Linked DNA regions of Mus musculus: all the other regions are linked to region 3. A link is a contact called in public promoter capture Hi-C data. All regions are on one chromosome and are shown on one strand. Each heading gives the region's core, a stretch centred on a gene start, on an enhancer-like site or on the middle of the called end of the contact. The rest is flanking DNA. Distances are from core to core; before and after follow the strand shown. Region 1 holds the start of Cyb5r4 (cytochrome b5 reductase 4). Region 2 holds the start of 4930524O08Rik (RIKEN cDNA 4930524O08 gene). Region 3 holds the start of Snx14 (sorting nexin 14). Region 4 holds the start of Tbc1d2b (TBC1 domain family, member 2B). Region 5 holds the start of Morf4l1 (mortality factor 4 like 1). Region 6 holds the start of Pgm3 (phosphoglucomutase 3).

Region 1 (4,478 bases), core at 658-3,157, 1.4 Mb before region 3:
GTCTGGTGTTTTCTGCTGATCTCAATTGGATGTTTAGTTACAGATGATATAATCTTGGCAGTTAGTGAGGAAAACTGGGTGCTGCTACTATTCTCACGGATATTAGTATTTGTTTGCTTGCTCATAGGGAAATGCTTTAAGTAATTATAGTTGAGAAAGAAAAACAATCTTGGGTCACTTAAATCTTAAGGACTGTAATTAAGTATGGAGTAGTGTGACTCTCACTCTGATATTCTCCTGTTGTCTTTAATCTGGTGTTCAGTACTTTCTGTATATGTTGAAGGATTCCTATAATTAAAAAAAAAAGGTTTAAATTTGAATGATTTGTACAGAGTCTAAAAACGGTGAGAACATGAAGTTGCTCTCTTTTCTTTTGTCCTGGATAAAGCTAAGATTTGGAAGACATAAAATTCAACATTATCCACTTTCCTTTTGCTTTAGTTTCCCGCTCACAATATTCTCATATAAACATCTTCTTCTGGGGAGTAAAATAAATCCTCAGTGACTGATTTTTCTTACATAGGCATCACAGAAGAAAACTTATTCCATACTTTAATGAGATGGACGATGGACTTGCATGGTTAGGGTGACACAGTAGATTATGCTCATGAAGTCCTTTTAGTTTTTATATAATCACCTGCTCAGCAGTTCAGGTGCAAACAAACATATTTTATTAATCTATAATCTGAGCTACTTGTGAGGATGAGGCAGGAGAACTGCAAGTTCAATGCTTGTCTGACAATATACCAAAAATATTTTCCTGCAGTATTCCAGAATAAAAATGGGTAGAGGTGGAGATGAGAGGTAATTAGCTAGCTAAGAAATGTCCCGTGCTTGAATGACTAAGCATATCCACAGACTCTCTCATAATATTAAACCACATTATCACAACTTTGACTCCCAGGGACTCTGGAAACTACATAGCTGGAGTAAATGATGTGTCCAGAATCAGAAAAAATTAGAACCCCACAGAGAATGGGATGGGTTATTTAGAACTACTCTTTGGGAAAATGTTCTCTTTCTATTGGATTCCACCCTGTGGATCTGTGTATTTTCCTAGCAAAAAGAAAAAGCCAATGTATCACTAACATGGACCCACAGTGTTAGGAATTTCTCTTGTTAACAAATCAGGATAGTATAAGGTGGCCTGTCTTTTGTTACATGCCTATTAATATATACAGTATATGGTTTAGATATAGCCATTTATTTCTTACAGAAACCCAAGCCTATACAGACAAAATGTTCCTTTAATAAAAAGTAGCGTGCATAGGCCATTAAATACAAGGATGACACCAAAACCAAATCACTCTATTTAGGAGTGAGCTACTTGTAGATTTCAGGGAAAGTGAAGAGTTATGGGAGGAGGAAGAATGTGTGAGTGTATGGATAGAGAAGGTCTTCTGGAAACGTCGTCTGGAAACGTCTTTTACTCGTTTTCCAGACTGGTTCCCCAAACGTGACGTTTCTTAACCCACAGCAGAGGCTGCTTGAGTTCGGCTTCTTAGCTCATGAAACTGTGAAGTCCTCTTTCCTAGAGCTTAGTATTTTACAGGAGAGAACTATTCAGCAGTCTGAACGTTTTGATAGTGTTGTTTTCTTTCATATTTCAATTGTTGTTTATCAAGAGACAGGCACTGGTCTTCTTGTTCTACCAGAAATAACCCTCGGCCTCTATCAGCACCAGGGCTGGGGAACAGCTTCACTCTCTGATCTTTCAGCAGAAAGCTGTCATTTCCTTGTGGTGCTGAAGTTTAGGACCAAAGAGTAACTGAGCATGCGCTGCCCTGCCCCCAACCCCCGCACAGCCACCCCTTCCCAAGCCGGGCGACCGGGCTCACAGAGTGAGTGAGCCTTTCCTCTGACTCCGCCCCCGCCCCGCCTCTCGTGAGCGTGATTGCGTCACGACGCGCCTGACCCCTGGCGACCCCGGAAGTGGGTCGGGGGCTTGGCCTCGGCCGGGCCAAGGAGCCCGCACGGACGGTGGTGGGCGCTGGGGTCCCACCAGGGCAGCCTGTCCGGTGGCGGAGCCCGGATGCGGCCCGAGCCGGGGGCCCAGGATGCTGAACGTCCCTTCCCAGGCTTTCCCGGCCCCCGGCTCCCAGCAGCGCGTCTCCTCCCAGGGGCGCAGCAAGGTAAGTGGCGACGCCGTTCGTTCGACTACTAACTCAAACGCCCTAAGTGTGTTTGAGCTGCTGAAGTTGGCCGCGGTAAGTCCACTCGGCACCCCGCTTCCGGCATGGTTGCATTTCTGTCTCAAGCTGTCCTCTCCAGTCTTTTGTTCTTTACGGTCAAAGATCCAGGCTGAGCAGTGGCGGTGGCTAGGGATGATTGGAGTCTGCAAACCTGCCGTCAGATTTAGTGCCACCTCTTCAAGTCGCACTCCTCTGTGTATACGGTAGCCAGTGGTTCCAGCACTGCCTCATCTGTAGACACCCCTGGTTGATTTTGAATCTGGTACCATGCTCTTGTCTATTTGTTGAATATGGTTACTGTCAGCAGCAGGTGGAAATACAGATATATAGTTGCAAAATTCAGTACAAATTGTGTAGTGTATTCATTGCAAGGCGAATGCTCTTATGTTATTTTGCTAGTTCCTTATTCTGTAACCACATCTTGGTATTTTCTTTTGAGACTTCTGTCTTCTTGGGCTACTCGATTCCTTTCTCGAGTTTTATTTTATATGACTTTGAGACTTTCCATTCTTCTCCACTTAGATCTGAGGTTTTGCCCTTAGATCAGAAAAGGAATTGAGGTTTTCATTTATTTTTCAGAAATGTCTGTCCCCAGCTTTAATCATACATAGCACTAAGATGTTTTGTGGGCTCACTGATGGCCATGTGTATCTGGAGTCCTTTTCCTTTGCCCATTGAATCTTCACAGTTACCCTGAAGCTAGGGACGTTTACTATCTTCATTCTTGGTAAAAAGAAATAGGTTGATGAAAGTCTGCTATCAGTCACGTAAGCTTGTGATTATGACATTTCCTTCATTGCTGTGTGTGCGCCTCTGCTCACCAGCCATCAACTGGGTATCTTGCTCTCTCTTTAAGCTAAGTGCTTGGCTCCATAGTCTAAGGTTGCCCTTTGTAGAATGAGAACGTCAGTAACTGACTTTCTTCATTAAAATGGCTATGTTCTCAGCATTCATTTAAAGGAGAAAACTTCTAGGCAAAGACAGCAAGTTCCTTAGATGCGATAGCAGAAGTAAGTTTTGTTGTCCCCAAAGAGGGCAAAGTAAGATCTTTGTGTAATTTAATAGGACCCTCAGGTAGGATTAATTTCTTTGTTATGAAATGAGACAATCTCGAACCCTTGAGAGGCAGAGTTAGGACTGCATAAAACAATGAAACAGTCAGATAAAGTTTTCAAAAATGGAACTCAGCCAGATAGGCTGATTGTTAAATTGTTAAAAGTCTAGAACTTTGGAGTAGGAAAGAGATGTCTTTCCAAGACCCACTACTTCATCGCAGTCACATTCTGGCTCAGGTGTATGTACGCGTGACCAGTTGTTGTTGTTGTTGTCTTGTTCATAGGCCTGAGATGAGACTTTTCCATAGCACAGCATTGCTACGCACTCAGCAGATATTCCTTACCTTACGCCCTTTATTCAAATCTCACCAATTTGAATCTTACACAGAGACAGATTCCTTATGCAATAGCTGTTCAGTGTTTATTGAGAAACTGTAATGTCCTACATATGCTAAGGCATTTGATCATGGGGTTCCCAGTTGATGGTGCTGTCTCGGGATGTTATGAAACCTTGGCTTTATTGGAAACAGTATGTCACTTTGAGCAGGCTTTAAGGGTTTACAGCTTCACCTATTTTCAGTTTGTTCTGTGTGCAGTTGCTATATGATTAATCAGCTTCCTGCTCTGGGTACCTGATGCCACACCTGCCTCGCCATTATGGAATCCCCTTGTGGAACCATAAGCCAAAATAAACTCTTTGTTCTATAAGTTGACTTTGGTCATGGTGTTTTATCATAGCAGCAAAAGGAAACTTAGACAATATGGTGTGTTGAAGGGTGGTCTCTGATACTAAAACAGTATGGTGTGTTGAAGGGTGGTCTCTGATACTAAGACAGTGTGGTGTGTTGAAGAGTGGTCTCTGATACTAAGACAGTGTGGTGTGTTGAAGGGTGGTCTCTGATACTAAAACAGTATGGTGTGTTGAAGGGTGGTCTCTGATACTAAAACAGTATGGTGTGTTGAAGGGTGGTCTCTGATACTAAGACAGTGTAGTATGTTGAAGGGTGGTCTCTGATTTCAAGGGACTTAGTCTCACAGGCAGCACAGATAAGAAAACAGACAATTATATTCCGTACGTCAGTAGGGTATTAGCACCAAAAAAGAATTAGAGTTAGATTGGAGGAAAATACTATGAGCAAGTGCTTGACACCAGTGGGGAATCTGTGCCCATTAGGCCAGAGCATTTGATAGAAAGTTGTAGAAAGTCAAGGCTAAAACATGGAGCTAGTAA
Region 2 (4,047 bases), core at 1,219-3,718, 1.4 Mb after region 3:
GTGTTGCTACAATACGTAATTATACATCCAGGGTGATCCGAAGCCAACTTTTAAACTCTAGCTGAAGCCTATTGATTAAAGACGTTTGACACCTGGGGGATGGGGGGGGAAGGTGAGTGCCCTAATTGGACTCTATTGTACTTTGGATGAGGCACTGGGAGTCAGGTGCCTCTCATCTGCAAATACCCTGTGGTTGGGCACAGCACAGAACACTGTGCTCTGTGCTTCAGCTCTGAGTTAACCCTACCTGGGATGGTGTCCCGGCTTCACCCCTTAATGCAGTGGTTCTCAGCCTGTGGGTTATGACCTTTGAGGAATTGAAAGACCCTTTTACAGAGGTCAACTAAGACCACCTGTATATCAAATCTTTATATTCTGATTAATAACAGTAACAAAATTACAGTTATGAAGTAGCAACAAAAAATAATTTTATGGTGGGGGGGGGGGTCACCACAACATGAAGAACTGTTATTAAATGGCCACGGCATTGGGAAGGTTGTCTCTAGAAGTTGCTTGAGCTTTGAGCATCTGTCAATCATTCCCTGGGTCTCTCCCTCACTAAATCGATGGGAGGGTCAAGAAGGCTATCTATAAAGCGCTTACAGGCATGAATGAATTGTATTTAATGGGAATGGAGGTGAAATTCTGCATGTAATAATATCCAAGGAGCAAGTGCAGCTGTATTCAGTACGGCGGGACACGGCTTGAGAGCAGCGGGGAGTGTCTTGTCAATCCACCCTTGCATTCGCTTATTTAATAGGCGTAGGGATTTTCAGTGGCCATGACAGTGAGAATTCACAGAACAGTGGGCATGCTATGCACTCCACGCCTAGATTCTGGATATTTGGACTTCAGTAACACAGTGAAGGAGATGGTGACCATGTCACGGGCAAGTGAGGACCAGCCTCAAACAGTCCAGTGTGGACAGAGGCAGACTTGATGGCCACGGTGGTTAGGGAAGAGAGAGTAACACAGAACCCAGCCATAGTGTTCACTGGTGTGGTAGAGAAAGGGAGAAGTGGGATGGGAGGACCTTGTTCTAGCTGGGAATATAAGATGTCCATGAGATCCTGGCCCTCTCAGACCCCAAGGACAAAGATAAGCATAACATTTGAATGCTTGGTAATTTCTCACGTATCCAGGACACCCTCATACAGAAGACTTGGGGTGGGGATCAGGTAAGTGGTGGGAAGTCACTGGTGCCCCAGTGTTGATAAACTGTTCTGTGGGTGTGGCCCTATGTTATTGTGCAGGGAGGGGGGGCCAGGAGAGCTGCCAGTCTCCAGGCCTTGTAAGGAACAGAGAGGACATGTGGACTTCTGCATGAGTGACTTGCCAAGCCCAGTGACAGATCAAAGCAAGGTGTGGGCCAGGGAATGTCAAGATAAGATCCTGTCACCAGGAAATGAGAAACTGAAGAGGAGAGTTATGGGTTGTCCGAAACTGCTATACAGCCAGAAATTCAGTCCAGAAACTGGGACAAGGACCTCAGTCAGACACCTTGGGGACGTGCTCAGAATGCTCTAGTGGACACACCAGTGGCTCCAACAGTTGGGCATGATGTCTCCTGAGGTGCTGAGTGCCCCTCGTCAGTCCTGTGAGTGCCACATGGGCCAGCTGCAAATCACAATTAAAAGCCCAGCGATTCCGTGGTGTCTGGGAGAGGACTAGACATTGTCTTCAGTGAAGGTGTGTGCTCTCCTGTAACAACACCTTTGCAGCCATGTCTCTGTAAGCAACACTAACAAAACTCAGTAGTTCCTCTTTGTAAAGAAGACATGAATGTAACATTGTGGGGCCTAGCTGGGGTGGGAGGAAGGCTCAGCAGGAGAGGCAAAGTGACAGGAAAGGGTAATGGAGGTGACTAGGAGTAAAATACGTGCTATATATGTAAGAGACTGTCATAATAAAACCCATTATCATGCCTAAGTAACATATGCTAAATTTTTTAAAAAACTACATAGTAAAACTTAGAGGAAAATATGCCACACACAGATATACACATGCATTCATACATACATATATAAATATATACACATATACATATATACACAATACATAAATGCACACACATAGATACATACACCCACATATATGCAAACACATAAGCAAATATACACACACACAAATATATACACATATATACTCACATGGACACGCACACAGCCCCACCATCAACACCTTTTCTGGTATGCGATAAGTCACTCTCCAGTTCCAAGACTCAGTTTCTGTAAGTACATGGTGATAACAGGCCTACTTCCCAGAGCTATTGTGAGAATCAAGTGAACTAACCGTGGTGACTTAGCCTCCCTCTTCCACCTCTACTCATGATTTGCAAAAAGGAGACAGAACCGGTCACCGATTCCGTGGCAGTGTGAAACTGACTAGAAACTGAAGCCAGCCATCATCCATCCTTGTAGCTTAACAGAGCCCGCCAGGACTGCCTGTTGTCAGTTCCTGTCTTTGGAGTTCCCAGGGATCACGTTGGGATTACAGGACAGGAAAACCAGCAGGCAGAGGTATACAGAGCTGAGACCATTTGCCCTGGTTGTCAGTTCTGATCTAGGGGACTTGGCTTTTTTTGTTGTTTGTTTGTTTGTTTGTTTGTTGTTTTCTTCATTTTTCTTTGGCTTTTAAAGCACGTCTACTCAGTATTGGTGACCAAAAAGGAGCCCGATGTGAGCGTTCTGAAGGTAAGGCCTCTCCCCTGAAGCTTTATCACTAATGCACTCAAAGCGGCAAAGCCACCTCAAGAAACGCAGACAAAACACTGGACCTTTGTCTCCTACAACTGCTGGTCTGCACAAATGCTCCCTAGACCTCAGGGGATTTCACAGACCTCCTAGATGCCAGGTTGAAGGCTGACAGTGCCCATCCCCCATCACTGCAGTTATGTAAGCCTGCTTCCGGTAAAAGGCCCTGGCGAAAATCACACGCAGTTAGTGGCATCGCCAAGGGAACATTGTCCATCATGTCTCTTTGGGCCTCCTGATGCTCCACTCGATGTGAGAATATGAGGATCAATCAAGAGAAGAGACTAACCTCGAGACAGAGCACTAAATCGAGCAGAAAACAGGAAGGCCTGTCTTGGGCCTCCATTTGCGTAAACCTACAGACGCCATCAACTCCTCCAACAGCCAAGGCCTTTTCTGACCACAAGGGGGCGCCCGCATCATGCTTTAATATAGTACGTGCTTGGGATGTTGAGAGCGTGGAAGACTGCAGTCTCAAAATACAGATAGGGAAACTGAGGCCAGGAGAAAGCAAAGGGTTCCTAAGTCATTCTGGGTAATTTTCTTCTCTGTGATCTTCACTCCCATTAAATTGAGTCATGGCTTCCACCAAGGAATACGTTTTACGGATATTCCTCCGACACCCGGATGAAGAATGCTACTTGCAGACCGCCCCACAAGAGGGAGCACCTGTGAGCCTCTGAGCCCTATACCCACCACGAGCCTTAGACAGAATGAGCTTCGTACAAGATTTTGATCCAGGGATTCTGGCTGGGATGTGGAAATTGCTAGTCTAGGTAGTCTCAGAGGAGACCCACCATCCAGAAGCTTCCCAGATCTAATCCAGAAATGTCTGCAGCTTCCAACATCTAGAGAAGCCTCCGTGAAAAATTCTGCAGGCAACAAGGGTTAAAACCAAGTCGTTCACTTCAGACAGTACTGTCACAAGGCCAAGACAGTCATCAGGGATTGTCACTCAGAGTAACGCTGCTATTTACTCTGCTTGTCCCAATTATCCATCACTGTTTACAAGTAAAGAAAATGACTGTGATGTCGACTCTGACAACCTAGAATGAGCTGGGAAGAAGGTTTTAATGAGGAATTATTTAGATTAGGTTGGCCTGGGGCTATGAAGGAGTTTCGTAATTGGGTGAATTGAGTTGGGAAGACCAACTCATGTAGAAAGCAGGAGGCACCATTTATGGGGTAGGTCCAGGAATGAATGGGTAGAGAGAGGGCTAAGCACTGTCTTACACGTAATTAATGTTTTATCTGTTTCTGTTTAGGGACGTAAGGGGACAAGCTGCTGCTGTTG
Region 3 (4,008 bases), core at 1,047-3,546:
AAAAAAAAAAAAATCAGAGTAGATGAACCTACCAGTTCCTTTTGGCAGAAGAGACCATGTTTTCCCAAATGACATTCCATGGACAATATAAGCATATACAGCATATATGTTTATATCTATGTGTGTCTATGTGTGTACATGTCTGTCTGTCTCTCTCACACACATACACACATCACAGCAGTACACATCTTAAAGAGAAGTACATGTGTCATAAAAAGCTCATTACTCATCCTGCTCTGCACCTTCCCTAATTCTTTTCCTGAAAGGCTCGCTAACCACTTATTCAAAGAAAACACTGTGGGGGCGCTGGAGAGAGAGCTCAACAAGGGGGGGGGGGCAGGACTGCCCTTCTAGAGGATGAGGAGTCCATTCCTAGCACCCACATGGCCGCTCACTGATGTCTCTAATTCCATTTCCTGGGGAACCAAGACCATCTTCTGGCCACCATCAGCACTGGATGGGCGTGGTGCCGATACACCTGCAGATAAAACACCCATGGACGGGGCTGGAGAGATAGCTCAGCAATTAAGACCACTGACTTCTCTTCCAGAGGTCCTTGGTTCCAAATCCCAGCACCCACATGATGCCTCACAGCCATCTGTAATAGTGTATCTGAAGACAGCTACAGTGTACTCATACACATAAAATAAATAACTTTAAAAACCACCCATAGACATAAAATAATAAAATAAAAGGGACAGTACTGTGATGTTTAATGTCACTTTAGTTGATTCAATAGGAACAAATCGGGGGGAAGTATGCAAAAATAATTTTGCTCACAAATATGACCATTCAGAGATAAAAATGTATGTGTATTTTCTCCCTTCTTTGCATAATACCAATTCATAGTACAGATCACATATCACATTACATTCTATGACTTCCTACTTTGGTGACCTCAGAATTGCTAGTTCAATCTGTCCCCAACACATGGCTGATGCACCTTAGAGAAGAATTATACTTTAGTCAGTTTCCATCGAAGAAAGTTGAGGACAAAACTCACATCCTATAGTTTACATTTTGCTCGGCTTTGCTAGTCCAGCTTGAAACACCTTTCAGAGGACAGAACTGTATTAAGTAACTAGTAATGTCTGCTGTTAAAGGAACTCACTTCTCCCACAGCCCTACAATCAAGCACCTCATCATCACAAGCCGGGCACTTTTTCTGTAAGACAGTAATTCATAGTAATTACTATCTGTTAATCTATCGCTTAAGCCCCAATTCTACAAAGCCACCAAGATGGCAGAAACGAGAGAGAGAGAGAGAGAGAGAGAGAGAGAGCGAGAAATGAAGGAAAACAACAAAACTGTTGTCAGAATCACAGGAAATAGCCTTAGTGAAACTACTAAGTCAAATCTCTTGTGTATGTTTCTCACTGTTATTCTTGCAAATGAATTACTTCAAAATAAAAGGCGACTGCTTGTTCAAAACAGAGAAAAGAATGTGACGATGTTTTTAAGTACACATCTTTTCTACTATCACTGCACCCATACTACTTCTGGAAATATAAAACACAACAAGCTTCAGGGGCGGAGACTTCTGACCTCAAAATGTCAATTTAACTACAGATCTTGAAAAAAAAGAAAAACCAGAATATTGTAGAGTTGCGATGGGTACTACACTGCTTTCTGACTTTGGGTCAAAAACCAGTATTTTAAAGAGACGAAATTGTGGTTGCAAAGGTGTGTGCCGGTGTGAGGGCGTACTGTTGCGAGAGAAGGCTTCCCCAAGAGGAGAGGCTGCGACAGAACCTTGAAGCCACCTCCCTCCGATCACCTTTACTGAACTGAGGTGGCATTACAGATTGTAATTGTAAAACAGACGATAAAGGCTCGTCATTGAGAAATGGTCAAAAAGGAGAGGTTGAGAGCCAGGTAACCACGAAGGCTGCGTGGTCCCGGGCCCGCACCCGTCCGCATATCCGGGAGCAACCTGGGCCGCCCTTCCCGAGACCGCGGTGCAGAGTGCGCTCCTGCCCGCCGCCCAGCAGCCTGCGGGCTCTCGAGCGGCCGCCGCGGGGCCAACAGCAGGTACCTGTTGAGGAGCAGCGAGGCGACGCTGAGGCAGAGCAGCAGAAAGCAGAACAGCGGATACTGACGGCAAATCTCGCGCCCCACGTCCAGCCGCAGCCGCTGCTTCAGCCTCCCGCAGATCGTCCGCACCCAAGACCCCATCTCAGTCCACGCAGGGGAGGACGTGCCGCCCTCAGAGGCAGAGGCGGAGGGCACCCCCAAACCCCGGCGGCGGAGCCACATTGCCACCCACCACCCAGCTTCACAGCTAGACTCAGCCGCACAAGGCCCCGCCCCGCAACCCTCGCCGCGCGTGCGCAACCAACGCCCCAACCACACGCAAGGCCGCCCCAAGGCCGCCGCCACCATCCCGCGGGAGGACTGGGGAGCGCTCGGACTGACGTTCTGGCGCGGCCACCCACTTTCCTTATCCGGAAGTCCAGGGAAACCTAGAATGCAGACTGGCAGAAGAGTGTGGGAAAGCTAATTGCACAGCAGCCGCGTGCGGCTCCTGGAGCCCTCTGGGAAATGTAGTCCATACAGCGGACCCTGCCGCCTCAACCTCTCGGATTCTCGTTGCCACACCTAAGGGAGAGGAGGAAAGGACGCCTTCAAGTCCGCTTTTTAAAAGGGGATCAAGCTGGGGCGTATGACAACCTACCCGCCCGCCACCCACCCGCAATCCACCTCCGAAAGAAAGTCATGTTAGCCACGTAACCAACAACGAGGGAGTCACCTCACCCCGCGATCTTAACCATAACCCAGCGTGTGACGACAGCAGGCTTGGAATCTGGATAGTCCCTTTTAGAATTTCATTCAGCATTTTGTAGGAGCTAAAACTCAGGCATGTAAAGCGTTTGAATTTACCCTACAAACATTACCCTTAGAGCGTAAGCTATTCTAGTTTCAACTACAGCATAATCACATCGCTGAGACAAGCAAGATCCTGCTCGGGATCGCTTCTTAGCGAAAACAGAATTTCATGCTATTCTGACACTGGCAGTTTCCATCAAGCCACCTCTCTCCCCTAGACAGGGAAACAGAACTCCTTGTTTTCTCAAGTGTATGTGCAGCTTCATTAATATTTTCAATATTCTGAAAAGGTGGGTGATCCTTAGTGGCTCATTTCCTTTACAGGATGTACCATCCTTTCTTCCCATTACAGCTGTTAGAAATTCAGGTCTTTGTCCTTAAATTTACATGTATTCCTAATTTCTTCAGAACCAACTTTAATACAACGTGTACCAAAGAACATTAAATACACACTAGCAGTATCTTTAGATGACAGTAACATTTCCACTCATGAAGTGTGCATCTGTCACCAAATTCTTTATATATATATATTCTTTATATACTCATGTGAAGTTTCAAGGTACACACTTAACATTCACTTTTGTAATTTTACACTGTTAACTCCACAAAGAGCACGGTAAATCCCAACAGGGATCAGTAGTCTGGACACAGCAAATACACACTCTCAAACAAATCACAGGACCAAAGGGCTGTAACCCAGTAATAATGTTTACCAAACGTGTAGGGTTTGATACCGAGATTTGCAAAATAGCCTTCCCTTACTGAAATAGACTGGGGCTAATAATGAAATAGAAACCGTTTGGATTAAGTGTATGTTAATCTTCATGCACCGTAAAATGCCTAGTGTGAATCTAAGTGATTTAAACTGGTTAGTCATTTGTCTTGCATTTTGTATTGCTTTGCTTCTAAGTTTCTGAACTTGTTAACCAAGATAGTGTACCTTTAATAGATTGTTTTTCATTTCTGCTCAAATTAGACACCTTTGAAACATTTGTCTAATTCCTTTGCAGAACTTAAAATGAACTAGGCAATTTGTCTATATTGGTTTTAGAGTGAATTTCTTCCCTAACAGGATTTTTGGTTGTAATGAGGACTTAACTGTCTCATAAATTGTTATCAGTGCACAACTTAACTAAATATCTTTCCACAAGACCCCACTGCTATGACTTCACCCATGAAAAT
Region 4 (3,943 bases), core at 152-2,651, 1.8 Mb after region 3:
GCAGAGCTCAGGAACAGTTGCATGCTCACAAGGCCACTCTCCACTTGGCCAGCTTTGAGAGGGCTGCTGCTTCAAGCCCAGCCCTGTGGCTCTGGAGAAAGCCCAGCTTGCAAGACGGAAGAGAAGCCAGAAAAAGGAGGGTGGAGACTCAGGGAACCAAGCGGGGAGCAAGGCCCAGAGTGAGAGGCAGCCCAGCCCTAGGCCAGGGGTCCAGGCCCTTGGGTGCTCCAAACAGGACCATTCCTAGGAGATGTCAAGGTCCTGGCCTTTAGAACTCTCAGCAACAGGGAAATGCTGCCCCGGGACTGGTGACCATTGCCAAGCCTCCAATACTCAAATCTCTCTGGGGAAGCCTAAGGAAGCCTCCCATAAGCTGAAGCAACCCCTCCCACCTTTTCCAAGAAGCAAGAGTGGGCACTGCTGGAGTACCCCGACCTCTCTAGAGGGGGCTGTGGCAAATTAGTTCCCGGGGCCCTGGTATCACTTGCCTCTGGCTATAGCACTCAATGTACCATATTTACTAAACACTTGAGAGTGGAAACCACTTAATCCCAATACTGTTGTCCCCACTTTACAGAGCAGGCAGCTGAAGCACAGAGGGGTCTTTCAGAGGACCCAAGGTCACAGGAGGAGTTATAAATTAGGCAGGGATGGAGGGTGGAAGCCTGCAACTGTGGGAGGGTCTCCCACAGCATCCAAGGAATGGTGAGCGTGGACACAGGAGGGAAGCGAGGAAAGGCGTATCGGGAGATAATGGGTCAAAGTGTCAAAAGATTAGCTGTGTAACCCCCAACCCTGACTCAGCCTCATAGTCCAAGCACAGGTAAAGGGCAAAAAAAGATAAGAATGAGGAAGGAATCAGAGTAGGCAGTGGCAAAGAGAGGCTTGGGCAGGACAGGAGGAGGCCTTTGGGACAAGGAAGGAAGGTGGAGGGGGAAATCTGCTGACGGGACACGAGTGGGCACCGGGGCGCGATCGTCCCACCTTGAGCACGGTGACTGCACCGGCGCTGTGCACCTGGAAGTGTGTGGGCGGATCTGCTCCGGGCTCCGCAGCCTCATCGCGGCCCTGGTAGCTGAAGCAGGCGTCGGCGATGTCCAGGTGGCCGAGCGGCAGAGCGTCCTGGGGACTCTTGAAGTAGTAGAGGTAGCAGCGGCGCGAGTCAAACACGAACCAGCGGCTGCGGTAGCCGCGCAACGGGCCCTTGCCCGACAGCTTCTGCAGGTAGCCGCACAGCCGCGAGGGCTCCCGTCCCGCCACCGCCCCAGCCTCCGAGCCTGTTCCCGGTACCGCTCCCTCACCACCACTGCAGCTCTCCTCCACGCCGTCCCCGGCCCCCGGCATGGCCTGCCGCCGGCGCCCGCGCCCGCGCTCCCGCCCCGCGCTCCTCCGGGCCGCCGCCGCAGCGCCCACCTCCCCGCGCCGCGCCCTCCGCAGGGCCGTGGCGCGCTGAGCAGCCTGGGACTTGTAGTCCCGCCCCCGCCGCGCCCCCGCAGCGTGGGTAGCCTGGGTTCTTTAGCGATCCAGGCTAGCTCCACCCGTCCTCTACTAGTTGTTTTTTTGGGCATTCAAGGTCCGCCCTATCCCGGGAGAAAAAGTTCTGTTTCTTTATGCGAGCGTGGATTCCACGAGTGGGTTTCTAAAAAAAAACTAAGGAAAGTCTACTTAACACTGCCCTGAACTCCGAATAAGCTTTGATTTTAAAATCCGTGTCCAGCCAGTCATAGGCTCATACTACGAAAATGAGAGCGCCTGTTGCCTGGTACAGAGTGGGTGTTCGGTAAATATTTGTAGAGTTTGTGAATGGAAGCCAAAGTATGTACTGCCTCTCTACATCCTGGTTTGTTCACTGAATGAAAAAAAATTTATGGAGGGCGTTCTGTGTAGGATTCACACACTGGAGACTTGGCAGTGACTTCCTAGCCTCATGGAGATTATATTCTAATAAAGCACAACAATAATTCACACATTTTAAAAGGCAAACAAATAGAAGTTGTTTTGCTGCACAAATGCCCTTATGACCTGGAAATAAGGATGGTTGCTTAAAATACCACTGTGCTGGTAGTGTTTTGTTGTCTTGACCCAAGCTATAGTCCTTTGGGAAAAAGGAATTTTAATTGGGGGGGGGGGGAAGCTGGCAAGTCTGGGAGGCATTTTCTTGATTGATGATTGATGTGGGAGGGTCCAGCCCACTGTGGACCGTGCCACCCCTGAGCAGGTGGTCCTGGATGAAGTAAGAAAGCAGGCTGGGGAAACAGTGACGGGCGAGTCATAAGAGGGCAAGCTGTGTGGAGCAGTCCTCCATAGTTCCTGCTTCCAGGTTCCTGCCTTTTGGTCATGGTTCTTTATTACAGCAATAGAGACCCTAACTATAAGACATCACTTGCCAGTGATTACTTGAGGGTGTCGGGAATGTAGGACTGAGACAAGCTCTCTCCACATAGCCTGGGCTGGCACTGAGCCTTGGATATCTTCCTGCCTCCACCTCCCAAGTGGTAGGATTACAGGAATGTGCTAGCCCCACCCAGCTTCCTAGTACTTCCTGTATCAACTTATTTGAACCCTCAGAACAACCTCACAAGGTGTTTTTAAGTGCTTAACAAAACAAAACATAGTAAAAGGATGGAGTTTGTAAAGGAAGATGAAGGTAAGCTACTTTTGTAGGTTGGTCAGAGGAGGCAGATCTTAAGAAGTGAGCAGAGACCTACGTCAGATGGGAGGGGGAACGGTAACTAGAGACTGAGGAGGGGAACAGCATTCCAGGCGAAGGAAGGATGAGTACAAAGCTCACCTTTCCCAAAGAGAAGTAGACATTCTAGTTATATTTGTGAGGACATATCAAATATACCACTAGAAGAGGGTGCATGATCCCATAGAGCTGGAGTTACAGATAATGGTGAGCTACCACGTGGGTTCTGAAAACCAAATCCAAGACCTCTTCAAGAGGGACTAGTGCTTCTAGCTGCAGAGCCATCTCTCCAACCCTATGCACCCCCTCTTGCTTATTTTAAATTCGTGCATGTGCGAGTGCGCTCTCTCTTTCTGGAGCGCTCACTCGCATGTGCACGCATGCGCACACACCCCAGAAAAGACAAGGACACCAAAGTAGACTGCCCATTTGAAGCTTAGATCAGGCTGTTTAACTTCCTTTTGTGGCAGTCTTTTGTTTACTGCCATTGTTATTGTCATTAGTGTTGCTTCTTCCTCCGTAAGCAGATCCAGAGAGAGGAATCTGTCAGTCTTACCGGTCTATGTGCGCAGTAGGCTAGAGTCCTTTGTGCTTCGTGCCAGCTGGGTTGCTCCAGCGAGTGAGGGGAACCAAGTTCAATCTGAGCCTCACTCTGTGGATCCAAGGGCCTATGACTAATTGGCTTGTGGAGAAGGCCATCAGGATGGGTATGACTTTGAAATGCTACAGAAAGGGGAAGAGCTGGGAAGAGTCGACCTGGGCAGTGTCGATGATGTGTGAGATGATGTGTGAGGCAGAAGGATACAGCCAGTCTGAGTTCAGTCAGTGGGCTGTGAGAAAGCGGGGCTACCACTGGATTACGGTCCTAGAGGACAGATTCAAACTTTGCAGATGGCATTTGGAAATAGATGTCTGGCAAATATAGAGATAACGTCCTTCTTGGGCAGAGGGAAGGACCCTGGGAGGCTAGCTGGGCTGGCAGGCTGGAGCAGGCAGACAGTGCTGGGCAAGGGATCCCAGGCTGGTCCCAGCCTGACTCTGCTGTGTCTGAATTCCCTGCACATTCACACTGGATGGAATTGGGACGCCACTTTGGTGCTGCGGGGCCCTGCCTTCGTCCTTTTGGAGACTTTACCTTATGTCATAGGAAACACACTGAAATGTTCTCATGTCCCAGAGTAAATATCAACACAATTTGGCTCTAAAAAGGTTCAAAGATTAGGGCTGGAGAAATGGCTTAGAGCTATGGTTCTC
Region 5 (4,398 bases), core at 1,795-4,294, 1.7 Mb after region 3:
CAGTAAAGAACTCCTTGTGAGTGTTCACAAAGCAGGATCCAAACAGCAGGAACAAGTGTGTAAAAGTAGTGATACATGTTGTTCGCCACCGGTGGAACACAGAACAAACATGTGAAAGTAGAAGGGAGATGCTGATCCTGACCACCTTCTGGATTCCTACCACCATATCTAACGACTCTGTATCTAATGATCTGTGCATGCCATGGGAGCATTCTTCAAACTCATCCTTAGACTCGAGTGATTTTTAAGCTATTTTTTTCATAAGCTTCACCAGAGACCTTTACTGTTAGAATTCTAGAATAAGGTCCAGTAACTTTAACATCATGGCTCTATAAAATTCTGTACCACTCAACTGTTGAAAGCATCACTAAACCTAAGCCCACATTGAATAAAGATGGATAATTGACCAGACTTTCTTTTCCAACAGTCCAAAGCTAAGACCCAAATAAATGGGTAGAACATGCTACTATTAAACAGAAGCACTAAGCTCAGATCTGTGATTACTGATTTCACTCCAGGTTATCTTTTAAACTAATCTGAAATACCTTTTTAAAATTGGCTGCTTCAGCTAAAAACTACACTAAGTAAGGCTCTTTGAATAATGAAAATTTACACACACACACAACTAACTAACTGATGTACATCAGTCTAACAAGTGGAAAGGACAAATTAAGAAGGCAGTTCTCCATCCTCAGATCCACTCTACTCTCAAATGACAAAAATCTTGCCCTGGGCTGATGAATTTTTTAAGAACACACCACCACCACCACCACCACCACCACCACCACACACACACACACACAAGGAACTGAGAAGCATTTCTATTCCCAGCAGGCCCAGTTCCTGGAAATCCAATGCCGCCTTCTGGCTTCTGAGGATACTCACACACATAAAATAATGCAACACAAACATCAACAAAATGGAAAGTTACCACCTTTCACTATCAAAATTCTACCAAGATTTCAAAATAATCCCATCAACACTGTTTCCTTTCTAGATGTTCTCTGGGTTATTATCAACCATTCTTGATTTCTAGTTTCTAACATCAACCAAGGATTTAAGCTTTTGTGCTCTGACAATCAGAAATCTATGGGCCTCTTGGCATGCTCTGCTACATAAAACATCAAATTACAAAGGAAACCAACTGTTTCGCAGAGTTGGCAAAACTACAGTGTACACCATCTTACACTATCTACAAGTGAGGACCAGCCAGCTCAGTGTCTTCCATAGTAGCTAACTCTTCACACTAGTTTTTGAGATGGTCGATTACTTTAGCTGTAGCTCACCCATGGGCTGACTGGACAATGAGCTAACAGAGATCCATCCACCTGCGCAGGTCTCCACACTCCCTGAACCTCCACTGGGTATAGAGCAACACCCCGTTCCCCATACACACACAAGAGTTTCTCTGTATAGTTCTGGATGTCCTGAAAAGCTCTAAGTAGACCAGAATGGCCTCAAACTCAGAGATCCGCCTGTCCTTGTACATCGATTAATTAAAACGTTTCGATTTGGAACTTGAGACTTTTAAAAGTCTGGCACTTTACTGGTTAAACATCCTAGAACAGGAGTTACGCAAGCGCCTGGACCCAGCATGTATGATGATAAACACAGACGGCCGTATCTGGCAGTAACAAGTTTAAAGTGTTCCTTTTTATGCTTATAGTTTTATTTCCTTTAGTATATCAGTAAATCACCTCGACAGATGAGTTGTGAGAACCGAGTAACTGCTTTCCATTAGCAGTAACCGTTCATCAGCAACGTTCTCAGTCAAAGCCAACTAATAAGCGTTAGCTTTCAAATCGCCATTAAAATCGAATACTACTACAACCAGTCAAGCAACTACTGTATTTAAAAATGACAAAGAGGCCATGCATCTCAAGATGGAAACGCCCTAAGGAGGAACTAAAAACTGTTTCCACGAGAACCGCTCGGCAGAGCACAGAGTACTTAAAGGGCCCTGGCGCACAGCTCCAAAAACAGCAAAACGATGCCCTCAGGCAACAGCAAGCCTAGGAACTCGCTCGGGCGGCTCCAGTTTTATTTTTTTTTCTGTCCCCACCCATCACTCAGAGGCAAGAGGAGGAACTGGTCTGCGCGTGATCGCCGTGCCAGGGGGCGCTGCATCTGGCCCGAAGCTGCGTGTAAGCTGCGAGACGCCGGCAGCCATGATGGCGCGGCCATCTTGCCGCGGCCATCTTACAACGCAGTTCTCCCGCCGCGGGGCGCACAGCCCACCCCCCATCCCCTGTCCTCCCAACAGCAGAACTCCACACAACGCCGAGACAGAGCCGCTCGTTTGTCCAACAGCCTCGAACCTTCGGCCCACAGTCGCCCGCGCGGCCCGCGGCCGAGAGCTAAGCGGGGAGGATGCGCTGCCGCTGCTCCCCTCCCCCACGCCACATCACCTCCCAACCGTCGCCGTCGCCATCGCTCACCCGCCCGCCGGGCACCTCCCTTCAATAGACTTTCTCCGCTCTCGGAAAAACAAACAAACAAGCGCCGAGGCTCTGCCACACGCACGGAGATGCCCTCGGCCCTGGCCGTGGCCGGGGGCTCGCTTTCGCGCCACCGAGCACTGTCGCGGATGACGCACTGAGATTACCCTCCGCAGTGCGCCTTTCCCCCTTACAAAGCAAGGCCTGCACGGTTTCCCCCGGCCGCAAGCCCCGCCGACCCCGACCCCCAAACCTCCAGCGCCCTGAGTCAGCCTCTCTCCCGTGCACCGTTAGATGCCTCTCCCCAAAGCGGCACACTCACCCTCCTGGAATTTCGGCTTAGGGTCCTGCTTGGGCGCCATTTATAAGTGATTCGCCGCCTCCTCCTTCTCCCACCACCCCCGACTACCGCCCCCTACTCTCTACCCCACCCAACTCAGCGTCAGACGCGCCGTCGGCCACAGCCAGCTCTACATCCTGGGCGCGATTTGCCAGCGCCGCCTGACCTCACAGCACCGCGACCCGCGCAGCCGCCGCCTCAGCCAACGGCTAACCGCTACGCACACAAGCCTGCGCCCGTGCCGCCCAGAGGCATGCCGGGATTGGTAGTTCGACCTCGGATGACGCCAGCAGGGTGGGGGAGGGGAGTGGGAGACAATTGCCCCCCCCCCACGCCCGCGATCCACCACCGCCCCTGTCCCCAACCCCAGCCCTCTAAGTATCCAGACCCCAGAGGCTTGTTAAAACCCAGATTTTTATTTTCTGTAGGTGACAAAGAGGAAGGAATAAGTAAATCACTAGCTAGTGACGAAAGGATGGGAAAAACTCAAGGGGGGCAGATGCTTAGATAGGAAATGAAGCCAGGTAAATGTGGTGGGGTGTTGAAGTGGCCTGAGGACAGGACTGTCTCTGCAGCCTGAGTTCCACGGCATCACCAGGACTTGGCCTAGGAGAGCGCTGGAAGCCAGAAATGAAGCTAGATGCGAGTGAGAAGGTGATCCTCTCCAGAAGCTTCGGTGTCTAGAAAGCCATGCCCTGTTTGAGGGAGTTGGGGGTTGGGAGGGGGTGGGGGTCCGGTTCCCATGACTATTTGTAGATTGCAGCTTCTGACTCTTGAAGTACTTAGTCTCACTAAAGGGGGCAAACCTGGATTGCTGTCAAAGTCAAGGTTCCATACTTAACCCCTTTGTACCATCTTTTGCCATCTTATTTCTTTGGGGTAGTATTGGATGTATACTCAAAAAAAAAAAAACCCAACCCACAACAACAACAAAACCTCTCTTCACATTGTTCCTATGTTCAAAAACTCCTTAATGTACTCTGCTGTGAAATAACACTGTACCCCTGTACCCACTAAATTACATGAATTGCACACAAAGGATCAGAGCTGTTAATTAGGGAGATAAGTCAGAAAACAGTCACCCTGATATTTGAAGCCCTTCCACACTTTGTAGCTACCTAATTATCCTAGGCAAACCTTTATGTCAAAGCCTTTTCTCTTTTCAACAGAGTCTTACTAAATATATTTAACCCTGGCTTGCCTGGAACTGGCTATATAGACTGAGAGGACCATGAACTCACAGTGTCTAGCTCCTGAAACTCTGTCTCTATTTTTTTTTCAGTTATTTTTTTTTTTTTTTTTTTTTTTGAGACCAAGTTTCTCTGTGTAGCCCTGGCTGTCCTGGAACTAGCTCTGTAGACCAGGCTAGCCAAAACTCAAACATTTACCTGCCTCTGCCTCCCAAGTGCTGGATTTAGAGGTATGCACCACCAAACCTGGTTCTGATGTACTTTAAACTACTTTGTGAAAAGTTTTCTCAGGTTACATTTCAACCAGCAAGTTGAGGATACCTGTTTTCCCACATCCTTGCCACACATGTTATTTCCACTCTCTGATTTTAAATCAACAGAAGTATGTTGTGCAGAAGAAGCTAGGTATAAGAGTGAACATTTTCATCAT
Region 6 (4,353 bases), core at 1,690-4,189, 1.9 Mb before region 3:
CATGTTTCCAACATGCAAGGACATGGCTACGGAGCACAGATGATTTCATGGAGCTCTCACAGAAATGCTGACTTGGCACCATCATGCTTGAGGAGATAGAGGCTTCCAAAGACTACCAACCCGATCACATTATGTGAGCGTTAAAACTGTGGGGACTCCAAACCCAAACTTAGCCTCTGTGTGCCACTTAAAAAGGAAAGCAGAGAGTGGTGCGTGGCCTGGGCCTCTCCTAATCCTGCCTTCCCACTGATGGGATGGCTCCTTCAAGGATGTTTACGCTTGCACAGACAGACAACTCTCATCCTCACCTGGTGTCTCTGGCAATGACTACGAAGGCGGTCTGTGTCAGATCCACAGCTTCTTTCTCCACGATGGCAGCAAGCACTTGCCGCACGTCCTGCTCCTCCGCACTGGCCAGACAGGTGGCATGCTCCTCCCAGGAAGGGGCCAACATTTCCCCCAAAGGATCAACCAATTTCACACCATTGTCTTCCTTAAAAGAGAAACAAACCTTTGCTGTCGTTCACCCAGCTCATGGCTGAGAACTGCCCTGGGTACCAGCTGGCCCCAAGTCTCCATGCACTGCCCCTTCAGTTCCTTGTGACGATAACATTACTGATAAAGTGTCTCCATCCAAACTTGGAAGGACACTCTGTTTTTTCTCTAATCTGGACACTCTCCAAGAAAATAGCCTCATCCCATTCATTCCCTCCACACCCAGCTCAGCCTTGAGCTGCACAGCAGCAGCAAGAGTTGTTTCAAACCCAAAGGTGTGGACAAATAAGGAGGCAGACTCCCAGCATTGAAATGTGGACTTTGAGCCAGTGATGGTGGCACACACCTTTGATCCCAGCGCTTGGGAGGTGGAGGCAGGAGGATCTTTGTGAATTTGAGGCCAGCCTGGGTCTGCAGAGCAAGTTCTAGGAAAGCCATGGCTACATAGAGAAACAGATAGAAGGGGTGAGAGGGAAGGGAGGGGAGGAGGGAAGAAAGAAGGGAAGGAAGGAGGGAGGAAGGGAGGAAGGGAGGGAGGGAGGGAGGGAGGGAGGGAGGGAGGGAGGGAGGGAGGGAGGGAAAGAATGTGTGCGCCCGCCTTTAATCCCAGCACTTGGGAGGCAGAGGCAGGCAGATTTCTGAGTTCGAGACCAGCCTGGTCTACAGAGTGAGTTCCAGGACAGCCAGGGCTATACAGAGAAACCCTGTCTCGAAAATCCAAAAAAAAAAAAAGTGTGTGGACTTCAGTTCAAGATTCTTAGACACTATAGCTTAGTCTTGTAAATAAAGACAGCACCTTGTTACCTCAGGGTTATGTGAGGCCGTAACCATGACTCCAATGGTAGATCTTGTTTGCTTTGACCGCAGGACAGCTAGCAATCCCATTCGAAACATGATATGATCGAGATGCTGGGCATTGGTCCGAAATCCAGCAGTCCCATACTGAAGAATGAGCCCCTGGGGCTTGGCATGGAGTGCCGAGCGCTTACACACAGCCTCCAGATCCATGCCTACAAGAGTAAGAAATAAAAGAAGGGAAAGCTTTCAAGTACTGCTTGGTAAACTGCCAACTCAATGTAGCACATTTGTTTCAATGGGACCCTCTCCAGAGAACCACTTTTGGGAAGGCAGGGAAGAGAAAAGGAGACCCTGGAGTTAAAATTACCCAGAAGCCCCTGCCTAAACCATACCCTCCAGGACAGACTCGGGAGAGACACCAGCCACTGTCCACTCCTATTCCACTCTGTCTTCAGGATGAACTGTCCTAAAGTAATGCCATCACACCATCATTTTATGTTACAGAAGGGTCAACTCCCGGTGTGGGCCTCGGTTAATCATATAAAGTCTGGTGTGCGGCCAGTGAAAGGCTGAGGCTGAAGGTCAGAAACCTGGAATCCGTGTGGCTCTTTTGCTGTTCCTCTCAAGCTAGAAAGAAACAGTCCCAAAAGAAAAACAATGGACAGTCATTTCCTCTGGTCTGAGACCCAACCCCACCCCCACCCCCATCAGCTAGGCCATCTCACAGAAGCCTCACCAATCTCCATAAAGACAGGCATGGCAGCCTTCTAAAGTAACATCAAAAACAACTAACATCTACCATGCTACTTCCAACCTGTCATTTAAAAACAAGTGAGTGTGGGATACCTCCAATTCATTCAACTCGGGTTTTCCACTTCGGCCAGCGGTGTATTTGCAGAGCCACAAACTGTACTTCCTGGGTCAGCTCTATCCTAGTTTGCCCAGAGAGGGGGTGCTGTCCCTCCGCTAACAGCCACACCTCCTCGCTTTATTGTCCTTCCTTGCTTCTATACACAACACTACCAGAAGTGTGGGGAAATGTTTGCTTTTCTCCGGTTAGTAAAATAGATCATTCCCAAGCTACTTTAGTTATCAAACTTTTGTCCACAAGGACGAATATAATTTTGTAAAAAAAAAAAAAAATGACCCGTTGGTAATGTATCCCTATTATTCATAGGGGCGTCAACCACTCCTACGAAATTCAGAACTCTCAAAGGAAAATCACAGTCATAGAACAACGGCATGCTTCCACCCTTTAATGCATTTGGAGTTCTCGAACTAATTTCGATTAGGTATGGCAATGTTTATTAAAAGCCCTAACAGTGTTTGCTTCTTTCATTCAAACTGCCACCCTTGGGGATGCATCCTGCTCCGAGCTACTGATTGACTCGCGGCTCCGCGCACTACAGCGCGAGGACCTCAGGCACCTGGGCCGCGCGCAGCGTTGGATAGGTAGGTCCGGCAGTCATGCCCCAGCCTCAGCTGCCGATGAACCCCCACCCACAGCGGCCCGGCATTCTCCACGCCCGCTCACCTAGATCTGGAGCAAGAACGTTCTCTCCACAGGCGAGACGCGGCCGCGCAGTGCGCACCAAACCAACTCTCTCAGACCTCGCAGACGTGGCCCAGCTTTGCTTCCGGCCCGACGCCCCGCCCACACCAATCACAGCCCGGAAGGGCCGCTGAACCCGCCCCTGCACCACCAAGCCCCGCCCCGACCAATCGCGGCGGGTTGGTGTCTGTGGCCCCGCCCTATGCGCCAAGCCCCGCCCCCCAGCCGTCCGCGCGCTGCTCGCGCCCGCGGAACTGCGGCTGCGGTTCGGAGCGGGTTCGGGGCTGCTTGGCTTGAGTGATCTGAAAGGGTGAGGCTAAGGCGGCTAAGGCGGGCCGAAGGTTAGCTCCCGGGGTGGACAGCTGCGCCTTTCAGCCTGGGCCTCAGGGTCCCGGGTCCCTAAAGAACGGGAGCGTTGACGTCCCTCCGACCACCGAGATCACCTCCCAGCCCAGCCCCTGCCAGGCGAGGTCAGCGTCATCCCCGCGGGTCTTCACCCGCTTAGCCCTAGGCGTCACTTTATTAAGTGGAAATGGCTGAGACCCCTCCTCCCAGCCCCTGGCTCTGCGGTGGCGTCCCTATGCACCTGCGCGAGATGCTGCACCCCACTGCGGTCCGGGGAGGCTGTCCTCCGAGGGGGCCTGCGGATGGGGGCTGGCGGCGGGGATGACCTAGAGCCCTCCCCTCCGCACTGCAGGCATCCTTCCTAGCTGCGCAGGCTTGAGATCCAAGTGGGATTCCCGGGCCGGTCCCTGGTTTTCCCGGGATTGAGGCTGACCAGGAATACAGGTGTTTGCAACCACCGGCCACGAAATCTGTCACCCGAGCACCTGTTGAAAGCGCAGACTCCAGAATGGCCGGCAAGGGTGGGAAGGAGAGACAAGGATTCTGGGGTTTGAGGGAGCATTTTAAAGGATGTTGTGCGTACTAGATTGGGGGGGGGGGGCTAGGAGAGAAATCTAAAGTGTATGGATGCGTGCCCGTAGCTCTCTACAAACAGCGGGACTGCCTCTTAGAAAAGGGACCTTGGGAAAATTTCCTGGACACCAGTCGTCATTTACAACCCCATTATTTCTGGGCCTTTTCCAGGTTTCCAAGCCGGCTGATTTGGAGACATGTCAGGGTCAGTAAAAGAAAGCCTTCAGCTTCAGCTGCTGGAGATGGAAATGCTGTTTTCTATGTTTCCTAATCAAGGAGAAGTAAAACTCGAAGATGTAAACGCCCTAACAAACATAAAGAGGTATCTGGAAGGCACCAGGGAGGCGCTCCCACCCAACATCGAATTTGTCATCACGCTCCAAATTGAGGAGCCCAAGGTGGGTGCTTTCATTGGTCCTAAGTGTTTCTGGGTGCCTATCGTGTTTTGCTTTTAATGTGTATGCGTGTTTCCCCCTCATGTATGTCTGTTCATCATGTGCATGCAGTGCCCCCTGGAGGCCAGAACTGCATGTGGGAACCTAGAATTGGACCCTGATCCTCTGGAAGAGCAGCCAGTGCTCTTAATGGCA

What was found. Promoter capture Hi-C pulls out the DNA fragments that hold promoters and counts their contacts.
Region 1: a promoter capture Hi-C map of pre-B cells shows a contact between it and region 3. The contact joins the promoter of Cyb5r4 here to the promoter of Snx14 in region 3. A contact is called at or near these places in 8 of 39 promoter capture datasets (the 3T3-L1 cell line, the C10 cell line, cranial neural crest and 5 more), 1 of 484 Hi-C or Micro-C datasets (B cells), 2 of 115 datasets of contacts at active chromatin or transcription factors (astrocytes and large pre-B cells) and 1 of 9 other capture datasets (adipose tissue).
Region 2: a contact with region 3 is called in a promoter capture Hi-C map of pre-B cells. The contact joins the promoter of 4930524O08Rik here to the promoter of Snx14 in region 3. A contact is called at or near these places in 2 of 39 promoter capture datasets (hippocampal neurons and pre-B cells) and 1 of 115 datasets of contacts at active chromatin or transcription factors (differentiating embryonic stem cells).
Region 4: a contact with region 3 is called in a promoter capture Hi-C map of erythroid cells, with 34 times the contacts expected there. The contact joins the promoter of Tbc1d2b here to the promoter of Snx14 in region 3. A contact is called at or near these places in 4 of 39 promoter capture datasets (erythroid cells, liver and pre-B cells) and 1 of 9 other capture datasets (liver).
Region 5: a contact with region 3 is called in a promoter capture Hi-C map of erythroid cells, with 29 times the contacts expected there. The contact joins the promoter of Morf4l1 here to the promoter of Snx14 in region 3. A contact is called at or near these places in 10 of 39 promoter capture datasets (the C10 cell line, the HPC-7 cell line, cranial neural crest and 7 more), 4 of 484 Hi-C or Micro-C datasets (B cells, CD4 T cells, Th1 cells and 1 more), 6 of 115 datasets of contacts at active chromatin or transcription factors (astrocytes, embryonic stem cells, epiblast stem cells and 2 more) and 1 of 9 other capture datasets (pancreatic islet).
Region 6: a contact with region 3 is called in a promoter capture Hi-C map of pre-B cells. The contact joins the promoter of Pgm3 here to the promoter of Snx14 in region 3. A contact is called at or near these places in 2 of 39 promoter capture datasets (hippocampal neurons and pre-B cells) and 1 of 9 other capture datasets (adipose tissue).

What each region holds. Positions count from the first base shown.
Region 1 is chr9:87,020,122-87,024,599 of GRCm38.p6, forward strand. It overlaps Cyb5r4 (cytochrome b5 reductase 4), which reads left to right and starts at 1,908. Exons shown (of 16, transcript NM_024195.2): 1 at 1,908-2,132. The coding sequence starts at 2,058. It overlaps Ripply2 (ripply transcriptional repressor 2), which reads left to right. Exons shown (of 4, transcript NM_001037907.2): 4 at 1-320.
Region 2 is chr9:89,824,051-89,828,097 of GRCm38.p6, forward strand. It overlaps 4930524O08Rik (RIKEN cDNA 4930524O08 gene), which reads left to right and starts at 2,469. Exons shown (of 6, transcript NR_040735.1): 1 at 2,469-3,187.
Region 3 is chr9:88,436,633-88,440,640 of GRCm38.p6, forward strand. Snx14 (sorting nexin 14) reads right to left here and starts at 2,297. Exons shown (of 29, transcript NM_001359958.2): 1 at 2,036-2,297. The coding sequence starts at 2,175.
Region 4 is chr9:90,269,368-90,273,310 of GRCm38.p6, forward strand. Tbc1d2b (TBC1 domain family, member 2B) reads right to left here and starts at 1,402. Exons shown (of 13, transcript NM_194334.2): 1 at 985-1,402. The coding sequence starts at 1,344.
Region 5 is chr9:90,111,776-90,116,173 of GRCm38.p6, forward strand. It overlaps Morf4l1 (mortality factor 4 like 1), which reads right to left and starts at 3,045. Exons shown (of 12, transcript NM_024431.3): 1 at 2,761-3,045. The coding sequence starts at 2,800.
Region 6 is chr9:86,568,903-86,573,255 of GRCm38.p6, forward strand. Pgm3 (phosphoglucomutase 3) reads right to left here and starts at 2,940. Exons shown (of 13, transcript NM_028352.4): 1 at 2,828-2,940; 2 at 1,300-1,505; 3 at 309-493. The coding sequence starts at 1,503. Rwdd2a (RWD domain containing 2A) reads left to right here and starts at 3,086. Exons shown (of 3, transcript NM_001145969.1): 1 at 3,086-3,155; 2 at 3,935-4,161. The coding sequence starts at 3,961.